2 separate regions of the Zea mays genome follow, and region 1 is linked to region 2. Evidence: chromatin contacts called from public Hi-C data. All regions are on one chromosome and are shown on one strand. The core of a region is the stretch at or near the end of the contact, and the rest is flanking DNA. Distances in the headings are between cores, read along the strand shown. Region 1 overlaps LOC103638811 (protein MONOCULM 1). Region 2 overlaps LOC542673 (barley mlo defense gene homolog 7).

What was found. A called contact is a pair of places that touch in the nucleus more often than the background predicts.
Region 1: a contact with region 2 is called in a Hi-C map of ear, with 4 times the contacts expected there. The contact joins two enhancer-like sites. A contact is called at or near these places in 2 of 25 Hi-C or Micro-C datasets (ear and tassel).

The regions. Positions count from the first base shown.
Region 1 is chr9:107,712,565-107,718,646 of Zm-B73-REFERENCE-NAM-5.0, forward strand. It overlaps LOC103638811 (protein MONOCULM 1), which reads right to left. Exons shown (of 3, transcript XM_008661623.2): 3 at 1,449-3,504. The coding sequence starts at 3,392. The coding sequence ends at 1,989. Among protein-coding and RNA genes, the nearest start is that of LOC103638811, 8.3 kb to the right of the region's middle. Within about 2 kb of position 3,622, at least 6 of the 20 cell types and tissues checked have an H3K27ac peak or open chromatin away from gene starts, as enhancers often do. A contact at or near this core is called in ear and tassel, where this site is marked.
Region 2 is chr9:107,561,480-107,567,548 of Zm-B73-REFERENCE-NAM-5.0, forward strand. It overlaps LOC542673 (barley mlo defense gene homolog 7), which reads left to right. Exons shown (of 14, transcript NM_001112191.1): 7 at 1,335-1,409; 8 at 1,511-1,599; 9 at 1,672-1,721; 10 at 2,055-2,095; 11 at 2,256-2,468; 12 at 2,550-2,617; 13 at 2,759-2,819; 14 at 2,938-3,319. The coding sequence ends at 3,207. Among protein-coding and RNA genes, the nearest start is that of LOC109942230, 7.5 kb to the right of the region's middle. Within about 2 kb of position 3,487, at least 19 of the 20 cell types and tissues checked have an H3K27ac peak or open chromatin away from gene starts, as enhancers often do. A contact at or near this core is called in ear and tassel, where this site is marked.

The DNA of each region.
Region 1 (6,082 bases), core at 2,372-4,871, 150 kb after region 2:
CTGGCGCTAATAATCTAGCAAAAACAGTATGCTTCCAATAAAAATAATTCTTATAATTGTTTTGAAGTACAAAGTTATGCTTGCAAACAATAAAATTGTACTATCTTGTGAGCACCAGCTAGATTTGCTTCTACCAAAGGAAAGCTGAAAATGATACGGATGGTGTATCTAGGGTCTGGAAAGATTCTGGTAAACCCTCCATTATATTATCATTCTCGAAAGTCCCACTAAAAGAAAGCAAAAGATCGTGCATTAATTATGCCATGCTAGTTTTTTCAAATAACGAAATTCTAAATTGATAAAGGAGAGTCCGTTGCAGCTTTTTATTGTACCTGTCTTTTTTTTCACTCGTTCTTTCAATTTCCATTTTCCCGAGCTCCTACATGCAAACATACTGTAGTGCGTGGGTGTATAAACTTTGAGGAGTACTGGTGCCAACCTACCTACTTATTATTATATAAACAACATGAGAGACAAGCAAGCATCCAAGGAATCAAATGCAAGTAGGTCATGACATGGTTCTCTCTTTGAGGAACAGATTAAGAAGCCATGCATGCATGCAAAGATCCCAAGGAAATGGAGAGAGAAAAGAATTCAAGAAGAAGATGGGACCTGCCAAAAGGGAATGATCTTTTCACAGAGAAGAACAGAGGAGAGGCAGGGAACACGGCCAGGAGAGAGAGGAGGGATTAAGGCCGGGGCAGGAGCAAGCTGGCCACCAAAAGGGGTGGCCTGGTTTTGAGAAATCCCATGATTTTGTTTGAGGGGACAGGAGACAGGGATTAGGGTTGGCATTGATGCATGGGATCATGCCACTGCCATGCCCTCCCAAAGACAGCTTACCAGCATATCTGGGGCATAGCACAGAAAACAAGAACCCAGACCCCCTTCTCCCTGGGCAGGAGAGGAGACACACCTACTTTTTTTCCTGCCAAGGGCACATTAGAAAAACACTAGTAGGTGTCTTAGCATGTAATTTGCTTAGTATATGCGCATATATATATATATAAATTGTGGCATGTTGTTGCAAGTTGCAACGCCGGGGAGTGATGATTACACCCACACAACACAGACTAGCAAAATGGCCCATTAGTTTATTGCTAGTGCTAGACAAAGCACGCATGATTGGATATAATACAAACAACGGCATCAAGAAGAGAGCCAACAGGCAAGTGAAGTGCAGCAATGTTTATATAACAAGGCCATGCAAGTGAGCTAGGAGCTACAAGATCCTCCTCTCCTCCAAGCCTCTGATTATTTGAACTAAATTATTGCGCACATGAATAGAAAACGAAGAACGGTCAGAAGAGGACATTCTGCAAGATCACACGTCCAACTTAAACGAAGAAGAGCAGGATCTCACATCAAAATAACAAATAATTAATAATATAGACGACTAAAATCTCCCTACTAGTATGGAATCCACACATGAGCTATTGAGAGAAACAGATGAAAGAACAAATATATAAATAAAAGATAGATAGATAGATACAAGTATGAAAATATAATAGCAAAGCCGATTTTAGTACGTTGAAGAAATTGCTAGCCGAACAAAGCCTGAAGGCCGACCTCTTCACTTGTTCCAATGCCGCCATTCCATGCATGCAAGGCTACATATGGACTTAAACTCCTCAAATTAACAAGAGTGCTAATCAACCAACCAACTAACCATCCATCCATCCAAGCTGCCAAGATCAACAGCAATTAAACCACAGCAAGCTAGGGTTAGGGTTTCCTCCTTCCAATTGACCCAACAAACCCATCCTCCAAAATCACAATGAGATCTTGCTAAGTACGTACGTAGCGCAAGTAACAACCAATATTATTGCTACAAAATGCAATGCTCATATATACGCTAGCTCTATATATGCGGTACTGATGACTAGTGATGAGCGAGGCAAACCCTAGTCCGTCCGTCGGCGCCGCCGGCATGAATGCATGCACGCAGCAGGTAGAGAAGGCTCGTCCTCAGTGGCGGCGGCGGCGGGCTACTGCCACGACGACACGGACAGCAGCGGCCGCGTCTGCCACCCGAGAAAGCACGCGCCGCGCGCCTCCTGCACGAGGTAGCCCTCCGACGGGTAGTGCAGCCGCAGCAGCAGCCGCGCCTGCGACACGGCGAAAGCGCTGAGAGGCCGCGCCGCAAATCCGGCGCCGCGCGCCGCGGCTCCCCACCGCTCGAGTCCGCGCCACCACCTCCCACCGGAGGGACCCAGCGCGGCGTCGATCTCCCTGCCGAGCACCTCGTGCTCCACCGCCAGCCGCTCCCGGCTCCCCGGCGGCACAGTCGCCTCGAGCGCCTCGAACACGGCCGAGTAGTGATCCATGGCTACCGCGGACCGCTGGGGCAGGTCGTCGATGCGGTCGAAACCCCCGCCGATTGTCTCCCTCTCCGCGATGGTCACCACGGCGGGGGCCATGGCCTTGACCCACTTCAAGAAGGCGGCAAGCTCGTCGTGCCCGCCTAGCTTGTGCAAAAACATGACGCAGTTGACGGCTAGCGTCTCGTCCGGGTGCAGCTCCAGCTGGCTCGTCGTGGCCGCGCTCGAAGTGGTGGTGTTGGTCGTGGTGCTCGCGCTGGTGACGACCTGCTGCTGATGGGTAGCGGCGCAGGAGAGCAGGAGCGGCGTGAAGTGGAAGGGGAGCTGGATGGAGCGGGCGAAGGCGCGGAGGCGGCTGCCGGTGCGGAGGAGGGTGTCGCGGTCGGCGCCGGCGCCGGTGATGCGCACCTCCGGCGGTCCCGCGGCCGGGTCGGCGCGCTCGGCGATCGCCTGCAGCAGTGGCGGCCACTGCACCCCGTGCGCGGCGTCCAGGTCGAGGATGTGGATCCGGCGCGCGCCCTCGACGGCGTCGAGGATGGCCTGGTTCGCCGTCAGGTGCGCGAAGCGCAGGAAGGGCGCGATCTGGTTGAACGCGAGGTAGGCGGCGGACGACGCCGGCCGCGCGGCGGCGGCGGCCACCAAGCCCGTGGCGGCGGCCCTGGCGTCCGCCCGGAGAGCGAGCGCGCGCGCGAAGTGGTAGGCGAGCCGATCGGCGGCGTCCGCGCGCGGGGACGCCGCGGACAGGAGGACCCCCACGGCGCGGCGCGCGGCCTGGAGGTCCCCGCGCTGCAGCAGGTCGGCGCACGCGAGCACGAGGTCCCGCGCGGACGGCACCGCCGCCGCCGCGAGGACGTCGCTGTTGTTGCTGCTGCCGTTCTTGTTGTTGCCATTGTTGTTGTCGGTGTCGGAGGAGGACGAGGAGTGGTGGTGGAGTGAGCTGAGCATAGCTTCGTCGGTCGTTGGACGGCGCAGGCCGAGCTTCTTCTTCTTCAGCGGCGGCGGCGGCCGGAGTCGGCGGTGATGGCAGGCGAGGAGCATGAGGGGGTGGAGCGCGAGTGGAAGGACGTGCATCTCATCTCCTGGCGGGTTTAATAGGGGCGCACGACGTCCGGCAGCAGCATCTGGGGCTGGGGTTGGGACGACTGGCCTCGCAGCTGCAGCTTCCGTGACAGGACATCCTCATCTGCCAAAAATACAGAGGTGTGCTTGTGTGAGAGTCTGAGAGGCTGCTGCAGCTCATCAGCTACACCACTACGCAGTACCTTGCCACTACCTACTCGCCCATAGCCTAGTTAGCTACTAGTAGGAGTTACTAGTAGATGCATTGTGTAAACTCGGAGGGCGAAGGGGAGAGAGAGAGACAGAGCTGGTTGTGGGAGAGAAGTGGATGCTTTCTCTCTCTAGGAACTAGGAATAGAAGTGGGACGGAGGGAGGCAGGGGAAAGGTGGCAGCAAGGGTGAGTGAGTGTGCAGGGAGTTGTCTTTTATCTGGTGGATCGTGGTGCGTGTGATTTGGGAAGGCCAAAGGAATGGAGGAATCTAACTAAAACATTCCAAGAGTTGGTGCCGGTGGGCCTAAACAACCAAATACTATATTCATTACGCTAAGCCAGGCTACTAATCTCTATTACATGGATTCTGCATTTCTGCTACCAAAAAAAACTACTGTACTCATTGTTGATATATGTGCCAAGCTCAGCTCGCCTCTAGTTTTCTTTTCAGTCCTTCTCATGAGGCGCGGCTTGAGCGGGTGCTGTCTCTGAATAATAAGAATCCAGCGATTCCAAATCTTCTCAAAGTTCCATTGTATCCATGTGCTTGTGTACATGTATACGCAAGATGGATGCAAATTTCGTGCTTATATTAGCCCCCATGTTTAACGCATCAGTTAAATAATACAAATACAACTTATATATAGGTGTGGGGGAAGCTATAGATAGTTTAGACCTGTCCAACAGTTCACTCATAAGGTCACCTAAAACACTGTTTTTATCTGTAAACTGTATTTTTCGTAGAGTTGAGTTTGAAAATGTGTATAGGGATTGATAAGCCGCTGGAGATAACCTTATAGGATTATATAAACAAAGTGTTCCTGATTAATTATAAGCTAGCTTATAATGAGTTTGTATATTAGCTAATTAGCAAAGCTGAAATAATTGGATTATGCAGGGGTTGAACAAACAAATCTAAGGGCCAATATTAGGACTCAAGAAAATGCATGCGGTGGTATGACACAATTCTGCGAGGGTGTGTTTGGTTTGTTTTTTGGTTTTGTATTTTGCCATGTAAAAAACAAAAGCAAACCAAAGGGTTCGAACCAGAAAGCAGTGTTTTCCAAAAGCCTGGTTTCTTTCAGTGCAAAATTGAAAATATATTTGGATATACTTTTAATGACTTTTGGATGGAACTGTGCAAATACATATGTAAGAACTTTTAGTGGCTTTCACCAAACGGTTTTTTAGCTTTTTATAGCTCTTAGTCCACATCAACTTTTTTTATAGCTCACAACACACAACGACTTTTTTTCCACGGCCACAGCTCAACCAAACAGACCCTAAGTGCAAAACGTTTTATGAATGAAACGCTAAACACTAATCAACTAGTCACCAACTGTTAATCCATTATTGGACTAAATGGTCATTCAAATGAACGAATTGAACATTTAAAGAAGATAAATGGTCGATTAAACTGAAACAATGTACCATGAAACAAGCTAGGTTGAAAATGATGTAAATAAAAACAATTTTATTAAAAATAGAAAGTTTCATAGGTGGGAATTTATGAGCATTATGTGAAAGTTAGATTAGCAATATAAAGAGGAAGGAGGTACAGAAGGAAAATTTGATTATATATGAATTAGACTTGTAGAAATTATGTCTTCTTACTGTCTTTGCTACAAATATACATAATTCTAGAATTTTTATGATAGATTAAGGAAGACTACAAATTATTGTGAATTGTGATGCCCCTCAGGGCACTCCCCACCATAAAACTAGATGGTTTGTGTGTTTATTAATTAGGATGTCAACTAATCAAAAAAATAACATGGCACTTAAATTAAAGAAGAAGGACAAGAAATGTTACCTTAGATAAGAAACTATGTCCATACACAAATAAAGATATGAAGAAATATGATAGGTAGATGATAGAGATAAGGCATTTCATTGAATAAAAATTACTCTATAGAAACAATCCAATGAGAATAAAATTTCTATATGTAATATCTATGTAAATAATTTATATATGCAGTGTGTATATAACAAGTAGACAGTTTTGAGGTAACATCCGCGAGTCACCCTCTCGAATACGATAGTGATGGCTTGCACTTTCTAAACCGACACATCCTGGTACATCTATCTTTGGCCAAGAGTTTAATGTACTACATCTATCTTTTCGTATTTTCGTGGATGCTTTGTTGAGATTTGAAAGGATGATGACATATTTGAGATGCACTGATTTTGATGTTAGATTATTATAAAATCTAAATTATTTTTTTTCTTTTTCTTTGATATTCTATTCATTTTTTGTCGTTAGATCATAATGTAGTTTAATGGTATATATTCTTCTCATTTTTTTCATAACTAAGGTTGTCTATGGTAGCCTTTCTATCCCATTTCTTAGTTCACTTCCTATTTCAAACTTTACTCTATAAACAATATAGTCTACAATATAGAATAATATTTTGCAAGGTTATTTGTACGCTCTCCTGAGCACAACCTAACATTACAGGAATCACCTTCTTTGCCAAGTGTCATAGATAC
Region 2 (6,069 bases), core at 2,237-4,736:
CAAGCTCAACAAGTCCCTCTACGGCCTCAACCAGGCACCCCGGGCTTGGTACAGTCGCTTCGCCACCTTCCTGTGTTCGCGGGGTTTCGTCGAGGCCAAGTCGGACACGTCCCTATTCATCCTTCGTCACGGCTCGGATACAGTGTACATCCTGCTCTACGTCGACGACATCGTCCTCACCGCCTCCTCCCGCGAGCTTCTGCGTCGCATCATCTCCTGCCTCTAGCGGGAGTTTGCGATGAAGGACCTCGGGACGCTCCACCACTTCCTGGGGGTCACCGTCGAGCGCCGTCCCCAGGGCCTGTTCCTCCACCAACGACAGTACACTGTCGACATTCTTGAACGCGCTGGCATGGTTGAATGCAAGCCCTGCACGACTCCCGTGGATACGCAGAGCAAACTCCCCGCCGCCGGCCCCCCGGTCGCCGATCCAACCGGCTACCGGAGTCTTGCCGGGGCCCTTCAGTACCTCCTCTAAACCAGGTCCGACATTGCCTACTCCGTCCAGCAGGTGTGCCTTCACATGCACGACCCTCGGGAGCCGCATCTCACCGCGCTGAAGCGGATCTTGCGGTACTTGCGGGGCACTCTCGACTTCGGGCTTCTTCTACGCCGGTCCTCCGCCACGGAACTTCGCGTCTACACCGATGCCGACTGGGCGGGCAGTCCTGACACGTGCCGGTCCACCTCGGGCTACGCCGTGTTCCTCGGCGACAGCCTTGTCTCCTGGTCGTCGAAGCGCCAACCGGTTGTCTCCCGCTCCAGCGCCGAGGCCGAGTACCACGCCGTGGCCAACGGCGTGGCTGAGGCGGTCTGGCTCCGTCAGCTACTCCAAGAGCTCCACAGTTCGCTGACCATGAGCACCCTGGTTTTCTGCAACAACGTCAGCGCCGTCTACCTCTCCACCAACCCCGTCCAACACCAGCGCACGAAGCATGTCGAAATCGACCTCCACTTCGTCCGCGAACGGGTAGCCTGTGGAGCTGCTCGCATTCTTCACGTCCCGACCACCTCCCAGTTCGCCGACGTCTTCACAAAGGGGCTTCCGTCGGTGGTCTTCACGGAGTTTTGATCCAGTCTCAACATCTGCAGTGGCTAGAGTTTCGACTGCAGGGGGTGTTAGCTATTTGTGTGTCTGTGTATATGGGCCTAGCCCACAGCCCACTAGGGGGCTTTATCACTGTAGCTGTTAGGGTTAGGGTTTGGTACTCTGTAATTCTCTCAACTCACACTATGCTCTATATTTTTGGGGTTTCTGGAGCATCGATGTTGTTCAGTTTCAATTAGTGTGTTATTCATGTCTTACGGAGGGACTTTTGTCCAACTTGTTGCAGACTGCATTCTTGAAGCAATTTCAAGATTCAGTGAGTAAATCAGATTATGAAGCACTTAGATCAGCTTTTGTCGTGGTATGATATACATTTTAGTTTCATTGCACCCATTAGTTTTCACGCATCTGTCCGTGTTTGTGCTGAAGCTCGTTGGGCATATATCTGTTCTTTTCATTCAGGAACACTATCCCGAGAAACCAGATATTGATTTCCACAAATACATGACTCGCGCTGTTGAATATGAGTTTAAAAGAGTTGTTGGTATCAGGTTGGTGTATTCAGAGAAAGGTTCCATGTTTCCTTAAACATAAGTGATCTTACATGAGTTACCTGCATGCAGCTGGTATCTGTGGCTTTTTGTAATCTTATTCCTGCTGCTGAATATAAATGGTAATTCTCTTCATGTCTTAAAATCGGTAGAGCAGAAGCATTTAACTATATCAGTAGCTGTTCTTATAGCTTCTATTTGCCCTCTGTAATTTATATGCCAACTAGTACTATAGTTTTGCGTAACTTTGACGATTGATTGGTCAGTAGGGTGGATTAGTTGGTCTGTGCCTATCAACATTGCTTTCACATCTGATATAGTTAGTAATCATTGTTTTTACATCTGATATAGTTATCATTGCTTTCACATATGCAGTGCATCATACATTCATACACATCTAACTATCTGCTGTGATTCTATTTATCCCTTTTCTGTTGCTTTCTGTCAAAATGCAGGATGGCACACATACTTCTGGTTGGCTTTCTTGCCTCTATTTGTAAGTATGATACGTTTCCTTCGGCGTTGTGTTGATTGAATTCAGATATTCGGCCTTTCGCTTTTGAACTAAACTGTCATATCCAAGAAGTTTGACTACAAACACTGTTTATTTGAATGAATGGATGAGAGCCATCCCTAAACAAAGTGGTAAATTGCAGCTGTTACTTATTGTTGGTGCCAAACTAGAGCACATTATCACTCGGTTGGCTCAAGAGGCAGCGATATCATTATCAAATAATACAGAGGAAGTTCCGAAAATAAAGCCATGCAAGGACCATTTCTGGTTTCACAAGCCTGAGCTAGTCCTTCATTTGATCCATTTCATCCTGTTCCAGAATTCGTTCGAGATTAGTTTTTTCTTCTGGATTCTGGTATTTTTTGCACTACGTCCTCTACTTCTCAATTAATTTTCCATGAATCACACCTTGGAGCTAACAATAATCACTTAATAGGTATCAGAAGGTTTCGGTTCGTGTATGATGGAACGGAAGCCTTATGTCATTTCCAGACTTGTTATCGGGTCAGCGAAAGTTTGAATTGCCTGAAAAATCTAGAACGTTCTCCTTGTCAGTACGAGGATGATTAGCGCACAAAATAGATCAATAGCAAAGAATCAGGTCCTTGCATCAGTCATGACAGTAAATTGTGTTGTGTTTTTCAGGGTGATCATCGAAGTCATCTGCAGCTATATCACGCTGCCACTATACGCCATCGTGACCCATGTAAGCTCCAAGGATACACACTATCTATCTATTGGAAAGAATCTCGTTATTTTCGTTAATGTTCATCATATAAAGCTGGAGTATTTTGAGCATCGGGTCGCTATTTGTGATGATCCAGATGACCGGACAGATCAAGCTGCATGGTTTTGGCTCCCGCGTGCACGAGAGTGTCCATGGCTGGATCGGCTTGAGGAAGAAACCCTTCTCGTTCTGGAAGATTCCCGGCGGTGACCCTAACGCTGATTCCGGCAGGGAGGCCGACGTAACCCGCAGGGTGGCCAAGGAGCGGTCGGGGAGCTCGCGCAGCATGCCGATGGCGCCGGCTGACGAGATCGTCACCGTCGACGACGTCGCGGTGGCTGCAGCTGCCGTTGGCCAAGGACCATAAAATTCCTAGCTAGCAAACACCAGCAGGGAAGGCAGGCAGGCTGCCGAGGTACCGTGCGCAGCGGGTTGATGGGTCGGACGCTGCGGAAAATTCCTCGTGTCGGGAGCAGGCTGGGCGGCCGCGCCCGCGCCCGCGCGCTGTAGCTCTGATCGCGTGTTGTAACGTCAACGTCATCTCGTGTAACGGTACGGGCAGGACGGGACGCGTCGTCCCCATGCCTGCTCCCGTGCTAGGGCCGGCCGCCAGGCGTTGTGGCATGTCACGTGCGACGTTGCAGCGCGACGCTACAACGTTGTATGTGGGCTGTGGCACAGCCAGCCGGCGCGTCATTGGCCCTGGCCCAGCATGGCCTGCTGCTGCTGCCTTGTGCCGGCCGTACCTTGCTGTAAAGGAAAGCTGGGCGTACATAACCCATTATCCATGGCTCACTGCGATCTATTGCAATGTAGCAGGCAGGTGAGCGTTCTCAAGAGTGTGATGGAAGGAAAAGGACGCGTTCGATCCATTCATCTGACTATGCGTGTCTGTGCTCGCTGCCAGTATATGTACTGGTAGTACGAAGCATGGAGGTAGCTAGAACCGGCGAAGGCCAGGGAGGCGTCTAGCTTTCGATGCCTGCGCCTGCGCGCGCTCGTCTGCCATTACGTACGTGCGTGTCCGTTGACAGACGCATACGGGTGTGTGCGCGTGCGCGCACGCCAATAATTGCAGAAGCGACGACTGCGGTGCCTGGCAGGCGTACGTAGGGCAGGGAACTGGGGAAAGAGAGGCGCGCAGCATCACGTCGATTCTAGTGCTAGGAGTATCTGAAAATGCTATTTTCATCGGGGATTAGATCATTATCCATCCATGCACGCACCGTCCGCTCCGTAAGGCTATCTCTAGGCTCTAGCGACCTTTCTATTTCACTCTTTATTTTAAATTCCATCGTAAAAACAACACGGTATACAATGTAAAACTGTGTTTTGTACGTCTATATATACACGTTCCATTAGAGACCGACTTATAGATATATGAATCATGCATCAATCGATCGGGGTGGAATAGGCGGTCAGGTAGGCAGACGACATGTTAGATATCATTGTTAAATATATGACTAAGAGTTAATCATCGTCCATATTTAATAAACCTTTAGAGTAAAAATCTATTAGTATATATATATATATATATATATATATATATATATATATATATATATATATATATATATATATATATATATATATATATATATATATATATATATATATATATATATATATATATATATATAGTTTATATATTAATAGCTCTGGGCTTCCAATAACTAGAGGAAGCCCAGGTCGGACGGTGCAATCCGGTCGAGCCGAACCACATCCGTACGTCTATAAAACAGGACCCGGAGTGCTAGGGTTCAGTTTTTACGCTCCACCCCGATTCATTAGCGACGCCGCGTGCGACGACGGCAGTTGCCCCAGAGCGTGCGCGGAGGTGGACCCCCAGCCGGTGGCCGCAACTCCATGGCCTCGACGCGCGGTGGCGGAGGTTTCTCGATCCGGAGTAGTGGCGGCGGTTCCCAGGTCGGTGGCGGCGGCTCCCCGATCCAGAGGGCAAGCGACAGCGGGGCCCTTGTGCGGGCAAGCGGCTGCGTCCCCGAGATCCTGAGGAGGCAGCACTTCCAAGGCCGACGAGCAAGCGACGCCCGTCGACGTGCGAGTAGCGACGGCGACGCATGAGACGCGATGTTCGAGCAAGCGGCGTCACGAAAGGCCTGAGATGCGCGCAGCGATGATCGCGCGTGACATCCTCCGATCCGGCGCAGTTTCTTTTTTCGATTATTGTGTTTTATGCCTACCACATGTATTATTTACGCAAAAAACTGTACGATTTTATGCTTAAACACGGAGTTCGTATATCAGTTTACTGCATGCACATTGGAAAGACAATTCCTTGATTTATGTTGTTCGTAATTTACGCACATGCAATGAAACTCCTACGATTTTTGCCATAATTTTTGGATCTGTATAAAAATAGAAACCACATGTATGTGGCTGCCATGTTTTCGGATCTGTCATAAAAATAGGATAGTAATAACAACCTACTAGAGCTATCAACCTCTCAAATTGACTCGGTATTTACGCTTATAATTGAGGGATTTTATGCTCAAAACTTAAGGTTTTTACGCTCCACCCGAAGATGCGTCCACCAGTGAACAACATGCCAGATTTTTTACGCAGTGTAACGAATTGCATAAATACCTACACCGTGTAGTATCATTTGTATCACTATATATCATAAACTAGTTCTAATGCGTTTAGCTGCATGGCTGTTGGAGGGATCCTATATTTACGAAGAAAATAAAACATTAAATGCGATTTTTTGTTTCTAATTCATTTCCTTTCATTGCATATTCTTTCCATCATAAATTCGTGTGCATGCAGTTGGTAACAGATTTTTATGCAGTATACCGAATTGCATAATTATCTACACAGTGTGACATATTTAGTATCAGTATATATCATAAAATGGTCATTACGAGTCTAGCTGCATGGCTGTTGCAGCGATCCTAAATTTATGGAGGAAATAAAGCATTTAAAATAGAAACCGTCACACATATCTTTTCTAAATTTACGCGCATGCAAGGGAACGTGTTTGACTCATGCATGCATTTTGCCATAATTTTTGGATCTGTATAACCGCATGCATGCGACTGCCATGTTTTTCGGATCTGCCATAAAAATAGGATCGTAATAACAATCTACTAGAGCTATCAACCTCTCACATTGGCTCGGTATTTACGCTTATAATTGAAGGATTTTATGCTCAAAACTTAAGGTTATTACGCTCCAACCCGGAGATGTGTCCACCAGTGAACAACATGCC